2 separate regions of the Bactrocera dorsalis genome follow, and region 1 is linked to region 2. The links are chromatin contacts, called in public Hi-C maps. All regions are on one chromosome and are shown on one strand. The core of a region is the stretch at or near the end of the contact, and the rest is flanking DNA. Distances in the headings are between cores, read along the strand shown. Region 1 overlaps LOC105227275 (MICAL-like protein 1). Region 2 overlaps LOC105227275 (MICAL-like protein 1).

What was found. A called contact is a pair of places that touch in the nucleus more often than the background predicts.
Region 1: a contact with region 2 is called in a Hi-C map of whole body, with 4 times the contacts expected there. The contact joins two enhancer-like sites. A contact is called at or near these places in 2 of 2 Hi-C or Micro-C datasets (both in whole body).

Annotation. Positions count from the first base shown.
Region 1 is chr4:35,073,159-35,080,320 of ASM2337382v1, reverse strand. All of the region lies in intron 1 of LOC105227275 (MICAL-like protein 1), which reads left to right. Among protein-coding and RNA genes, the nearest start is that of LOC125778399, 9.3 kb to the right of the region's middle. Within about 2 kb of position 2,145, the one cell type or tissue checked has open chromatin away from gene starts, as enhancers often do.
Region 2 is chr4:34,995,844-35,002,325 of ASM2337382v1, reverse strand. All of the region lies in intron 4 of LOC105227275 (MICAL-like protein 1), which reads left to right. Among protein-coding and RNA genes, the nearest start is that of LOC125778467, 18 kb to the right of the region's middle. Within about 2 kb of position 3,170, the one cell type or tissue checked has open chromatin away from gene starts, as enhancers often do.

The DNA of each region.
Region 1 (7,162 bases), core at 896-3,395, 79 kb before region 2:
AACGCTGTTTAATATTTTAGGCATAAAGAAAAATGTTAAGCAGAATATTTTCTAGAACGCATTTAAATGTGCTTTTACTCAAATTGCACTGGAAGGGTATCACCTTTAAATTGAATTTGTTCGATTGTTCAAAAATCGATTGTAATGCTATAAGTTTCCTATTTGAACAGCCAGTGTTTTGAAACTTGGTGATAAAGTAACTAATACGATATAAAAAGTACATAACAAAAATCATCAATATTCGACCATTATAAGATATAGTTGCTATACAAACGATTGTTCAAAAATTAGTTTTCATGCTATAACTGCTCTATTTCAGCAGCCAATAACATGAAACTTTGTCCTAAAGTTACTTATATAATAAGAAAAGTATCTTGTAAAATTCATCAATATTCGACTTTTTTAAGATATATCTCCCATACAACTGATCGTTCAAAAATGGTTTTTTATGCTATAATTCCTCTATTTGAGTAGCCAATAATATGAGACTTTACAATATAGTTACTTATATTCAGTAGAAACTGTACAGCAAAACTGATTAATATTTAACCAGTATAGAATATAGCTGTCATACAAACGTTCGTTCAAAAATGAGTTTTTAGGCTATAACACTTACATTAAAGCAGCCAACAACATGAAACTTTGGGATAAAGTTACTTATATGATTTAAAAAGTGCATAGCAAAAATCGTCAATATTGAACCATTGTAAGATATAGCTCCCATACAACTGATCATTCAAAAATTAGTTTTTGTGCTATAACTCCTCTATTTGAGCATCGAAAAATATGAAACTTTGTGATAAATTTACTTATAGAATGTAAAAATTATATAACAAAGATGACTAATATTGAACCATTATACGATATAGCTGCCATACAAACGATTTTTCAAAAATGAGTTTTTATGCTACAATTCATCTAATTGAGCCGCTACATAGACACACTTTTGTAGAACTATTGATTTGATTAAGTGTTATGTACTGAGAGAAGCTCAACAAGAGCTGATGACTATAATATATTGTAGTCTTACAACCGATTTTTCAAAAATAAGTTTTTGTGCCATAACACATCCAATTAAGCTGCTATACATAAAAAATTTGGAAGAAAACTTGCTTATATAGACTAAAGAGTACACAAAGGAAATGTTCAAGATTGGGCGACTATAGCATATTAATGCCGTATAACCGATCGTTCAGATATGAGAATTTTATTGATAGCTCAACCAGATAAAACGAAGATTTTGTAATTTTTTGCTATCACTGGGATCAGTTCACGGTAATACAATATAAAGGAATAGCATAACATAGAGCTCTCGTTCAAGCTATGCTCCATTTTTTGTATATTTTTCACAATAATAGTTGAAGTATTTTCTCTAAGTGAATTTTCTTCATGTATGGTATAGCTACACCGACTTTTTGTTGCTTTTTTTTCTGCCTTTGGCACATTTTCTGACATGTCTGTGGCCTTAACTTTTTGCTTACTCTTTCGAAATTTCGCTTAAGCAATGCTTTTGCGCCCCGCTTGCGTCTATTACCGACTGTTTTATAGACTTTTAATGTGCATACATATATATTACAAAATATATGCATACATACACACATCTGTGCATGTGCGCACCACTTAAGTGTCATGTGGCATGTCAACAATGATTGACATTTGTTCGTCGCATGCGTGTTAACTGCGTTCTCTGACTCCGACTCCGCCGCTGACTGTGACTGTGACTGTCACGCTGAACGTTTGCTGGAACAAGTTTGTCTGCCAAGCGCTGTTAACCCGCTGCATTGACTGTACATGTGTACATATGTATAAATATGTATGTAATTGCTCCACAACACTCCCAAGAATGACTCAGTGTGCAGTTGTAAGCGTCTTGTTGGACATTGGCGCTGTTAGAATTCTTCGCTCATTGTTGCACGTACCACAAACATAGCGATACGCAGCAGTCGCACTTTGCCACGCATTTCATACATACAAACAAATGGACAGACACATTTATATAACACACAGCAATGTACATTCAATTACGCTAAACCACCTCAAATGACAACAACAACAAATGACACTTGTCTGTCGGCCAACCTGCGCGTCGCTTGCCGTAAACACCACTGATAAGCGCCACATGATTAACCGTAATAACCTTCCCGCTACACTCATATCTGCGAACGGCTTGTTTACGGCAGCAGCGCGTCTTTGCTTTTATTGTCTCTGCGCTTCGCGAAATATTTTTGTCCGCCGTGTTTACGTCTCTTACGTGCACACGAATACATATATACATATGTACGTACACCAGCTACATTCATTTATATGGAGTTCAGTCGCGTTACCTTTTGATAAGCATGCGCCTTATTATAGCATCTTCTTTTTTCGGATTTTAGTCCCACGTTTCTTTTTGCCGTTTCTGACTTAATTTTGTTGCTGCTTCTACAATCTCAATTTTTGTTTTAGCCGAGTTTTCTGCATTATTTCGCACTTATCACTTGCTTTAAATAATTGATATTGTGGGTCTTATCGTCCGCTTCTATTCTGCAGAAACGCTTGAGAATGCATCCGCCTTGCGGGGTTCATAGTGACTCCGATTTCTTTGAGTGTATTTTCAGCGCTCAAGGTTTTATGCTTTTAGAAAATATTGATATTAAACTGAGTTTTTATTGTCATATCTAATTTAAGAACAATGGAAGGCTTTCTCGAGTCAAAATTGTAAGTATGTACCACAGTTGGTATCAAGTCCGGTTCGATAAAAAATTATTGAATTTTTCATACTTAACATCAATTCAATTTATTAAATAAATTTATTTTACGTAGTCAAATCTTCAGCAATGCTACTCCAGATGCATGTGGCCTTAAGTTCTAATCTAAATATATTTAAAAGAAATATTTCAAATACAGAAATTTTGAAAAAAATAAATTCTCAGTCAGCCTGGAACCATATGTGATATTAAGACCCCAACTATCAAACAATGTACGAGGTATGACAATTAAGTAATGAGACTGATTCTATAAAAACCATATATTTGCAAATTATTCTACAACTCTGTCATTCCCTTCAAAGTAGTCCCCTTGGACAGCTATACAGCGATTCCAGCGCGTTTTCTATGTTTCGTAACATTTCTGGAACGCTTCGACTGGGATGTCTGTACGTAATCGACTCAAAATGGGTTCCTTTGACCACCGATTTTGTTTTAGGAAACAAAAAAAGTCACAGGGTGACATGTCGGGCGAATAAGGCAGCTGTTGCAAAACGGCGATCCCTTTAGAGGCCAAATACTGGGACACGCTGAGGGCTTATTTAAGGAGAATACACTGATTATAGTAACCTTCCAACTTTCGATAAAATTTTTGTGGTACGATTTGTACTTTGCTTCAAAATTGGACTCAGCTTCGGCGATCATCTCAACATGCGACAAATATTTCTTTCCAGCGTACATTCTTTTGAGATCGGTGGATACGAAAGAAATTCGAAGCCCCATTCATAGACTTTAACCATCGTTTCACTGACTTGTGTTTCCTTTTCTTTCTTCTTTACGGCGACTTCGTCCTTCAAATCGTCCAACAACGCTATGTAATTGTCGCTGTTGACCGCACTTCCTTTTTCAAGGTAGTAAATAAAAATTATTCCATTTGCTTCCCAAAATATAGACGCCAGAAACTTGACAGATCACTGTTGGGTTGTTCCACGTTCTAGAGCGAGTTCATCATGTGTAGACCACTCGGCAGACTGTTGATCGAATTTTGGAATGAAACGATGGAGCCATGTTTCAACTATTGACACATATTGCTACAAAAACTCGAGTTTAATATGCTTGAACATCTCTAAACACTGCTTCGAATCATCAACTCTTCTTTGCGTTTGGTCAAAGTGAGCTCGCACGGCAGCCACTTTGCTCAGAACTTTCTCATACCCAAATATTCGTGAATGATGTGATTTAAACATTCAGTCGATATATTTACAATGCCTGCTAACTCGATCAACTCCACTTTACAATCATCCAAAATTATTTTGTGGATTTCTGTGATGTTTTGGGCGGTAACAAACCCTTTTGGGCAGCCGCTGCGTACACCATCTTCGGTTTTCATTTCACCACTTCTAAACTTAGTGTATTAATTCTTGATGATTGATTTTCCTGTGGCGGAAGCTAGAAACTCGTCATCAAGCCAAATTTTGCTGCAACTGTATTTGTTCCCTTCGAAAATCAATGTTTTATCCATGCACGAATACCCTTTTTATCAATTTTTTTCACCATAAGGAAAGTTGCTTCACTCAAAGAGATAAAATTCAAAAACTATTGATCCGACAGCTGTCATCTTTAAACATACGTTTTTTGAAAGTAAGGGCTAATTAAAAATCATAAGTTTAATATTAGTAGTGCCTTCTATGTGTCAGGGCGCGGACTTTTCAATTGCCCTGTTATTTTTACCACTATAAGGATGTGTCATGCATCAACTCTCTTGTGCATACTTCCACTAATAACTTTGTTGCTACTTTGAGATATGATTTATGTATTATTTTCCCATGAGAGCAGAGCAAAGATTTTCAATCAAAACAAATGACAACCCACATTCTACGACTTTAAATCGTTAAATCAAATATTTAGTGCCTAAAACACTTGTGATGTCGTTACACCCACTCGAGTTATGTTATTTTAGTCATGTTGATTTGTCATAAATATTAACATGTATCTCACTTCCTAAAACCAAATTTGATTTTTTATTATTTAACTTATGCTTAACACATCTTTGCTATTTTTAGCATCTTATAACATTCTGTCTTATCTGTTTTACAAGCAAATGTAGCAAGCGTGGCTGGTTTTGAAGAAAAGTAATGCAAATTTGGTGTTCCGAAACCGGTTTGTAGTGAACCAGAAAAATTCGGTATGAAAATAATATACGACAAATTGGTACATAAATAAATAATTAATAATAGCTAAAGTATAATTATAACATATAGAATTAAGCATGAATGTCAAGCATTTTGAATGCGGCTTAAGCAATATTAGGCTGAGAACGTAGTGTGACAACTTTTATGAGTTAATGCTTAGTCAAAGTTATGAGAGAGAAAAAATTAGGCAGCGAGTGAAAGGAGATTATGATATATAAAAATATTATTCGTGGGTTTTTAATATTTTCTAAACTATAATTTCCCAGTCAATATTGCATAGTCTAACTAGGGAACGATTGAGATCGATTGATTTAAGGGGTTCTTACGATTTCTCTTTTTTGTTTTTTTTTTTAATTTTGGTTTATGTTTCTATTTAAGTCCTTACATTATAATATATACTTGCGTCTTTTTTAGATCAATTTTTTAAGAGAATATTTTCAGTGTTTTAAAAGACATTCGAAGCATAGTCGTTAGTAAATAAGAGATCATTGAAAACGATCCAGTCATTTTTAAACTGTAAATGATGTAACTAACCCGACTTTTGGATCTTCATCCAAACTCGACTGGAATCGTCATCCAATTGGTAATAATCATAACAGATCAGAAAGGTAAAAGTTTTCGATGAAGAGGCTTTTTACTTAAAGAGTCTTTGTCAATAATCTACTAATGTATTATGAAAACATATGAAAATATTCTGGAAACACCAATCAGAACATATTTTTTTTTGTAAATTTTAAGTATATGAAGGGCGATTTCGGAACCTGTACTGACTGTTTAGAGAGGTGATTTAGGAAAATCAGTAGCAAAAATATTTTTATCTTCGGTAAAAAATTGGGAATAAGGTTAAGAGCAAAAGCATTCAGTGTTTATTTAAATTTACCGCCTAGAAACTCGAGTAAGGACTTAAGCATTGTCCACGTTCTCTGATTTTGACTACTTCTGGATATTTTTAGGAGATGAAATATTATTGGTGTGTTAAATTTGGACGAGATTTGAGTGGATGAAATATATGTATTTGCCTACAGATTGGATTGATATATAGTTAAAGATCATGTTTTGTTAGTTCTCATAGCTACTTGTCTCTGCCAGATTTTTTCATCATCTTCTAAGAAATATTCTACTAACTTAGACAGTTCAGTCCATTCCACTGCCCGTTTTTGTTCTGTGAATAGTACCTCAACCGAGAGGTATGATAGAAGGGATGTATAGTATTTGAAACCAAAAGTTGGATAAATATACTACATACATATGCACATTCAGATCTTCAATTAACCCTCCGTTGAATTGTAAATACCTTATTTAAACACTCTGCGTATTGAAAAAATCACTTTCGAGTACTGAACTTTACTTATTGCCTGTCCTTATATCACTCCGAAATCACTTCTTTCAGTCGATTGACCATGAAAAATTTTACACTTAACTCGCCAGTCGCCACGCCATGAGCCCTTAAGCTTGAAGAGGCTTAAGTAAATATACATACACACGTTTGTATACATTTCATTATTTGTTATTGTTGCTGTTTTCACAGTTTGCAAACGCTTAAGGCGAGTCGATTGCATATTTGCTGACTGCAACACGCTGCGGTCTACTAAAATTTCATTTCATTACATTGTTTGTATGTGTTTGTGTGTGTGCATAAGGCAAGCCATTTGCGGCTCCACTTTTATTGCACAAATAAATATGAAACCCGAACGAAAGCTGAAAATGAGACAAATTCTATTTCTTCACAATTTAATTTGATTATTTGCTTTGTAAGCTGTTGTCAAGCGGCATTTGAAGCGCTGGCTCAAGTTTTACTTGGGACTTATTTTTGTTGTTGCTGTTTTTTGGCGCATTACTTTTCACTAAAAGCAGCAAGAATGCCATTAAATTTGATGAAGAATTTTTTTTAGAATTGTTTTTTGATTTTTATAGTGTGGGATCCTAAGTCGCAGTGGTTTCTTCTTGAAAACTTCTTTAAACTTTTTTGAAAATTCAAAATTATAGTTCGATTTAGTCGAATTCAAAATATATTTTGACGATTTTTATACTTCCAAAAAATTTCCAAGGGATCGCGCCATAGTCGAACTATTGCCTAAACTACACAGCGATCCTACTATCGGTTATATTACTGGTTAATTACCCAAGAGGACTAACCGAGGTTTCTGTTACAGTTTCTATGAATTTCTTAAGTCCGAATTGAGTCGTGTCTATCTGAAACTCTTGTTTACGTGAGATCGTTCATCCTCTTTATGTGTTAGTTTCCACCATAATTCTTTCAATGCGTTGAAGTTTCGATAGTCGTGA
Region 2 (6,482 bases), core at 1,921-4,420:
TTATAGTAAAAAGTCTAATCTCGTCTTCTTATAACCCTCCCCGACTGCAGTGATCGCAAAAAAACTGCTGAACGAAAGGTTCGTTGAAAGACGCAAACAAAAATTCGAAGTATTGAAGATTAAAACTATCAGCAGTCATGGTTATGTATAGTGGAGGTGATGGAGTTAAATAACGATGGTGGAGTTGACATTAACCAAATGGGACTCTAATAAATACATTGTTAAGACCTTTCGCAACTATAAAAATCGTTGTCCGGCTAGGCTAGAGACGACAAGGTTTTCAATTAAAGCTTTTGTTTAAAAAAATGGGAGAGAGCTCTTGATATCAGAACAACAACAAAAGGTACATGACGATGCCATCTGCAAGCAGGTGTCTTAAGGTTACTATATATTCGGCGTCTGCCTAGCACAGTTTCGAATTAAAAGTTTTTACTTGTTATAAACAGAAAACGTGAGTCCCCTCTTTGCCCTCTTATACCCAAAAATCGCAAAGTATATTATGTAATACAGGAAAAGTACCGTTCACCATAGTATTAATGAAGCCCACGTTAACCGAATGAACATTGATCAAAAACCAGAACAACCGTCTATTCTGCTAATCTTGAGTTAATAGAGAGATTTTGATATAGCAACCCCAGAGCTATAGATGAAACCACCGTCTTGAGACCACAAAATATTCAGTTACTGACCGGCTGGATTAAGGGAATTTACGGTAAGCAGTTTTATCAATTATGATGAGAGAATAACATTAGTGATTTTTAAGACATACAAATGGAAGATTATACTCTGATATACAGAAGAGTACACTCAAGAGTTTGTTCATTCATCTCAGTAAATTCACGATCGCTTTTATTTACTCATCCCATATAATTTGTACTAAATTCTGCAGTCTGGTAACGCACTTGTTTCTTCGACCACTAATTCCATGCCAACTACATTGCATATTTGTTTGTACTCCCCTGGTGTACTCGTGACTTCTTCATGGACTGTGCGCCTATGAATAAATGTATATTTCTATTGACAAAACATGCAACTCATATGCATTTGTTGCTGTTTAATTCTATGTGTGTTTGTGGCTATTCGTGTCTAATTAAAGCAAAACTTCAACAATTACTTAAATGTTCATTTCATAAATTGTAGGTCATTGCTGTTGCTGTTATGCGACTTTAATGGCATATAAAGTCGCATGGCTTTTACCATTATTAGACAACAGCAGCAGCAACAACAACAAGACAACGTACGCAAGCGTAAGCAAACACTAGCATGTACTTTTACACTGTCATAAGCCACCACTCAGCGAAAATGCGCTTACAAACACACACACATGCAGGCATACACACACAGTAATGCACGCATGCGCGCAGATTTGTAAGTAATAGGAAGTTTGTCCGCTAATGTAATTGCACCGTCATTTTTTATGCATTTTTATTATGTTGTTGGCGTTGCGTTGTTGTTGTAGCTTAAATACATGTGCTTGCATATATGTATGTGTGTAGGTGCTTGTCTACTAACGGTTGACGGCAAGTTTTCTAGTCACAAATCGTTTATGAAACTATACGCCGCACATATGCAGGAGGTTGTTATTATTGTTGTTGTCTAAATGTATACGCTTACATACCATATAAGCGTCTAGTTAAGGAGTTGAGTTTAGAAAATAATTTATTGTTGAAAATTAACAGTCATTTTGGCTCGCAAGTGGCAGCTTTACTTCGTCGGCAGCTGCTTCTGCTGCTGATCGCTTACATGCGTCGAAGAAAGTGCGATATTTTCCAACAATTATGGTTAGGTGACAACTCTGGCAAAGCGAGACAGTAATGGATAGGAGTCTACATTAAATTACATTAGGTTAATATAACGACATGTCCGGTTTTTCGCCACGGATTTGTAAAATTTGTGATATGTATGCGCTGATTTGAGGAGCTTAAGCTGGATACAGAGTGGTGCAGAGTAGAGTGTAGCGGATATTTGAGTGGACAAAGTGGACGAAATTTATGCACTGTTTAGTGTGAGGTTGGCAACAGCTATAAGAAAACGTCGGAGACCCCATTAATGAGCAGCGTGATGAGCTGAAATTATTTAGCTAATGCAATCTGTCTGGATATACGCAAAATAATCTCTAAATTTTTGAAATATTTTTCTGAAATATTGCACACATCTTATTCTCTCCAAGAATAAGCTCGTTTGTTGGAACTGTCAATATCGGACCACTATAGCGTATAGCTGCCATACAAACAGATCAGTCAAAATCCACTCTTTGTATGGAAAACTTTTTTATGACAAAGCTATAATCTCCAAAGAAATCTTTCAGATCGGACCACTATAGCATATAGCTGCCGTACAAACTGAAAGCTCTAAGCCCTGTTCTTATATGGAAAACTTTTTTATTTGATAAGATATCTTTACGAAATCTGCCTCAAATATTTGCATGAAATAACGCTACAATCTTCGAAGAAAGTTTTAAAATCGGATTGCTACAGCATTTAGCTGTTATACAAGCTGATCGATTAAAGTCATGTTCTTAAAAAAATCATAAAGAATTGCTATAATTTCCGTTCTGGCACTTTCAGCTTTTACAGTAACTAATTCTTTGGAGTTTTTCTGGTTTTAAAATTTTTTTCTTAGAGAAAATACTATAAAACGTGAAACTAAAATCTTAAAAAGTTCTAAAAATCTTTTTTTTTTTGTTAGTAATAACAAATTTCTCCGAAAGTTTCACTGTTAATTGCTCCACAAAAAATTTTATTATTCCTTTTTCTACGCTGGCACTTTCTGCAAAATTTTCTCCACACTTTCTATTTTATCGTTTGTTGTTTTATGGTTTTTGAAAATTCGAAACTGATCGCATTAAACGCTTAGAAATTTCGCTTTTCAATTCCCGCACTGCTTCAGCAATTGGAACTCGGTCAGTAGTGACGAAAACAGATATTGAAACTGTCAGCGTCACTGCACACATGTCCAATCGATTCCCCTACGCCCCACTTATCGCCAGCCACTTGTAGCTTAATGCTTACAATAAACATCAAATCTCAAATGCTATTAAAGCAACCAAAAACAATAATAATAAAAAGACACCAAATGTAAATAAAACCGAAAATAATCGTCGACGTCTGCGCCTTAATGGGCGAACGCGCCGCACTTCATATGGCCTATCAATAGTGGCATCAATGACGCGATCGATCGCAACCAACGACCACCTTGCCGCCGCATTGAAGCTTTCTTCAAGTGTTATGTTGCTGTTATTGTTGTAATAGTTGTTCAGTTTTTTAAGTACCCACAATTCAATCAACACAATTTCTTGTGAATGAAATTTTTTTCTCACTCTCCCTCTTCTGCTTCTTCTTTCAAATGGTTTCAATATAACCTCAAAAGTGAAATTGATCTGCTCACTTAAAGTGCAGCAACATATACATATTTGTGTGTGTGTGCATGCATGTGCGTATTGTTAACCATATGCAACAAGGCATCTGGTTGACGATCCACTTAAGTGATCTTTTATGTGTAATTTTTATAATGTTGCACTGCGGCAACCCACTGATCATGTGTGTTTATTGTTGCTGCGATTATTGTTAGGAGATTTTATATATTTTTATACCCTGCATAGGGTATAAAGCTTGCAACACCGAGAAGAAAACGAAGGAGACCCTATAAAAATGTATATAAAAATGATCAGCGAGGTCGATTTATGCTTGTCCGTCTTAGTTTTGAAGTTATGGATCTGAAACTTTGAGCGCATTTATTTCCCTCCAAGAAGCTGCTTATTTGTCGTAACCGCTAATATCGGAGCTCTTTAACGTATAGCTGTCATACTAACTGAACGATCGGAATCAAGTGCTTGTATGGAAAACTTTTTTGTTAGTGCAGATATCCTCACGAAATTTGGCTCGAATTATTTTTTGAAGCAACTGTATAATCTCTGAAGAAATTGTTTAGATCGGACCACTATAGCATATAGTTGTCATATAAACTGTAAGATCAAAATCAAACACTAGTATGGAAAACTTTTTTATTTGGCCAGATATCTTTAAGAAATTTGGCTCGAATTATTTTTTGAAGCAACTGTACAATCTCTGAGAAAATTGTTGAAATCGGAGTACTATAGCATATAGCTACCATACAAATTGAACGAACAAAATCAAATTTTCGTATGGAAAACAGTTTTATTCGTAAAGGGTATCACAGTTTCAGTCCAACCGACGTTAACTTTTTTTGTTGTTTCTTTATTTGTGACTTCAAAGCGTTCATCGCGCTGATGCTGCAACTTTCATATGCGTGCGTGCGTGTGTGTGTGTGTCATTCTCTACAGAAATGTTGCCACTTTTGATTTTTAACATCGATCACATCCTCCCTGCCTCTCGAACATTTTCAATAGACTTATAGTGAATTGCACTTTTGTTGTTGTTGTTGTTTTTGCCTCATCAATGATCGCTTGTCGGTGGACAATTTCGGTTTCAATGCATTTCGATTTCTAACCAACGCCCATATTTAGACGCGCAGTAACTGATCAGTGGCCACGCCGTTGTAAGTTTTCTTTGCAGCAGTTAAAAGCATATACCCATGTATATAAATATGTGTTCGTATGTATGTATTTTTGTTGCATTTTCCTGCAATCAGCTTTCATCAGCGTTGCGCCGCAAATAAAGTGATCGATTGGCATATTGATCAATGGGTGCGTATGCGGTTAAACCCATACATACACACACATTTTGAGCCATACAAATACATATGCACTTATTTATATATATATACAGGTATATACATGCTTTTTTGGCCCAGTTCCTATGCCTGTGCATGTGGTAGTTTTGAAATTTTAGACGACACACGCATTTTCAGATTTTCGAAGAAAGTACTTATGTGGCTTTCTTCTCCCAGTGACATATATATACATATATATTTGATACGTTCCCAGACATCTAAATTTCTTATGTATACGCAATATCAGTGTCAATTTATTTGTGTTATATTAAGTGGCATGTGAAAAATTATATAGAGTTGATGTGGGCAAAAATTATTTGATAACAGCAAAATCAAATTGGTGTTAATAAAAGAGGCTCAGCAGCATGATTTAAAATTGTTGAAAATGCAATATTTAAACATATGATATATAAATATAGAATGAGGTAGGATTTTTCCCATGCATTAGTTTGACAGATCTGGATTTCAGACATGGTGTCAAAGAGAAAGATGCTCAGTATGCTTTGACATTTCATCGTGAATAGACTTACTAACGAGCAACGCTTGCAAATCATTGAATTTTATTACCAAAATCAGTGTTCGGTTCGAAATGTGTTTCGCGCGCGTGTTTTGTTCAGCGATGAGGCTCATTTCTGGTTGAATGGCTACGTAAATAAGCAAAATTGCCGCATTTGGGGTGAAGAGCAACCAGAAGCCGTTCAAGAACTGCCCATGCATCCCGGGGGGGGGGGGGGTTGGTGTGGTTTGTACGCTGGTGGAATCATTGGACCGTATTTTTTCAAAGATGCTGTTGGACGCAACGTTACGGTGAATGGCGATCGCTATCGTTCGATGCTAACAAACTTTTTGTTGCCAAAAATGGAAGAACTGAACTTGGTTGACATGTGGTTTCAACAAGATGGCGCTACATGCCACACAGCTCGCGATTCTATGGCCATTTTGAGGGAAAACTTCGGACAACAATTCATCTCAAGAAATGGACCCGTAAGTTGGCCACCAAGATCATGCGATTTAACGCCTTTAGACTATTTTTTGTGGGGCTACGTCAAGTCTAAAGTCTACAGAAATAAGCCAGCAACTATTCCAGCTTTGGAAGACAACATTTCCGAAGAAATTCGGGCTATTCCGGCCGAAATGCTCGAAAAAGTTGCCCAAAATTGGACTTTCCGAATGGACCACCTAAGACGCAGCCGCGGTCAACATTTAAATGAAATTATCTTCAAAAAGTAAATGTCATGAACCAATCTAACGTTTCAAATAAAGAACCGATGAGATTTTATGCGTTTTTTTTTTAATAAAAAGCTCTTAAAAATCACCCTATATAAATATAGAATGTGGTAGCTTTCCTACCCAGAACTTCAGTCTGACTCCTAGATTAATAATATTTGTAGGCAACTGATCTCTACATAATTCGCTGCTGTAGCGATATTTTCATTGTGACATTTATCATCGCGTTAAATCCATGAATTCTTCTTCCACATGATTGACATTTTTATGTTATACATACTCAAAACGACATACGAGCGCTATTTGTGTTGTTAACAGTAACTTAAAATATTCATTTCGGCCAAAAGATTCACTTAAATCACGAACATTTACGCACGATTACTGTCTACAACTTTCGACGTGGATTAACTCAGCAACAGTGCTTCGATGAACTTATTTAGTTTTTGGCGATGAAGCTCCATCAAGAAGATGGTAGATCACTGCAAGGCGAATTTAGTGAAGCTTGTGGTTCCGGAAACTATGGATGCTTTGCGCAAAGAAATATTGTCATATGACCTAACGTG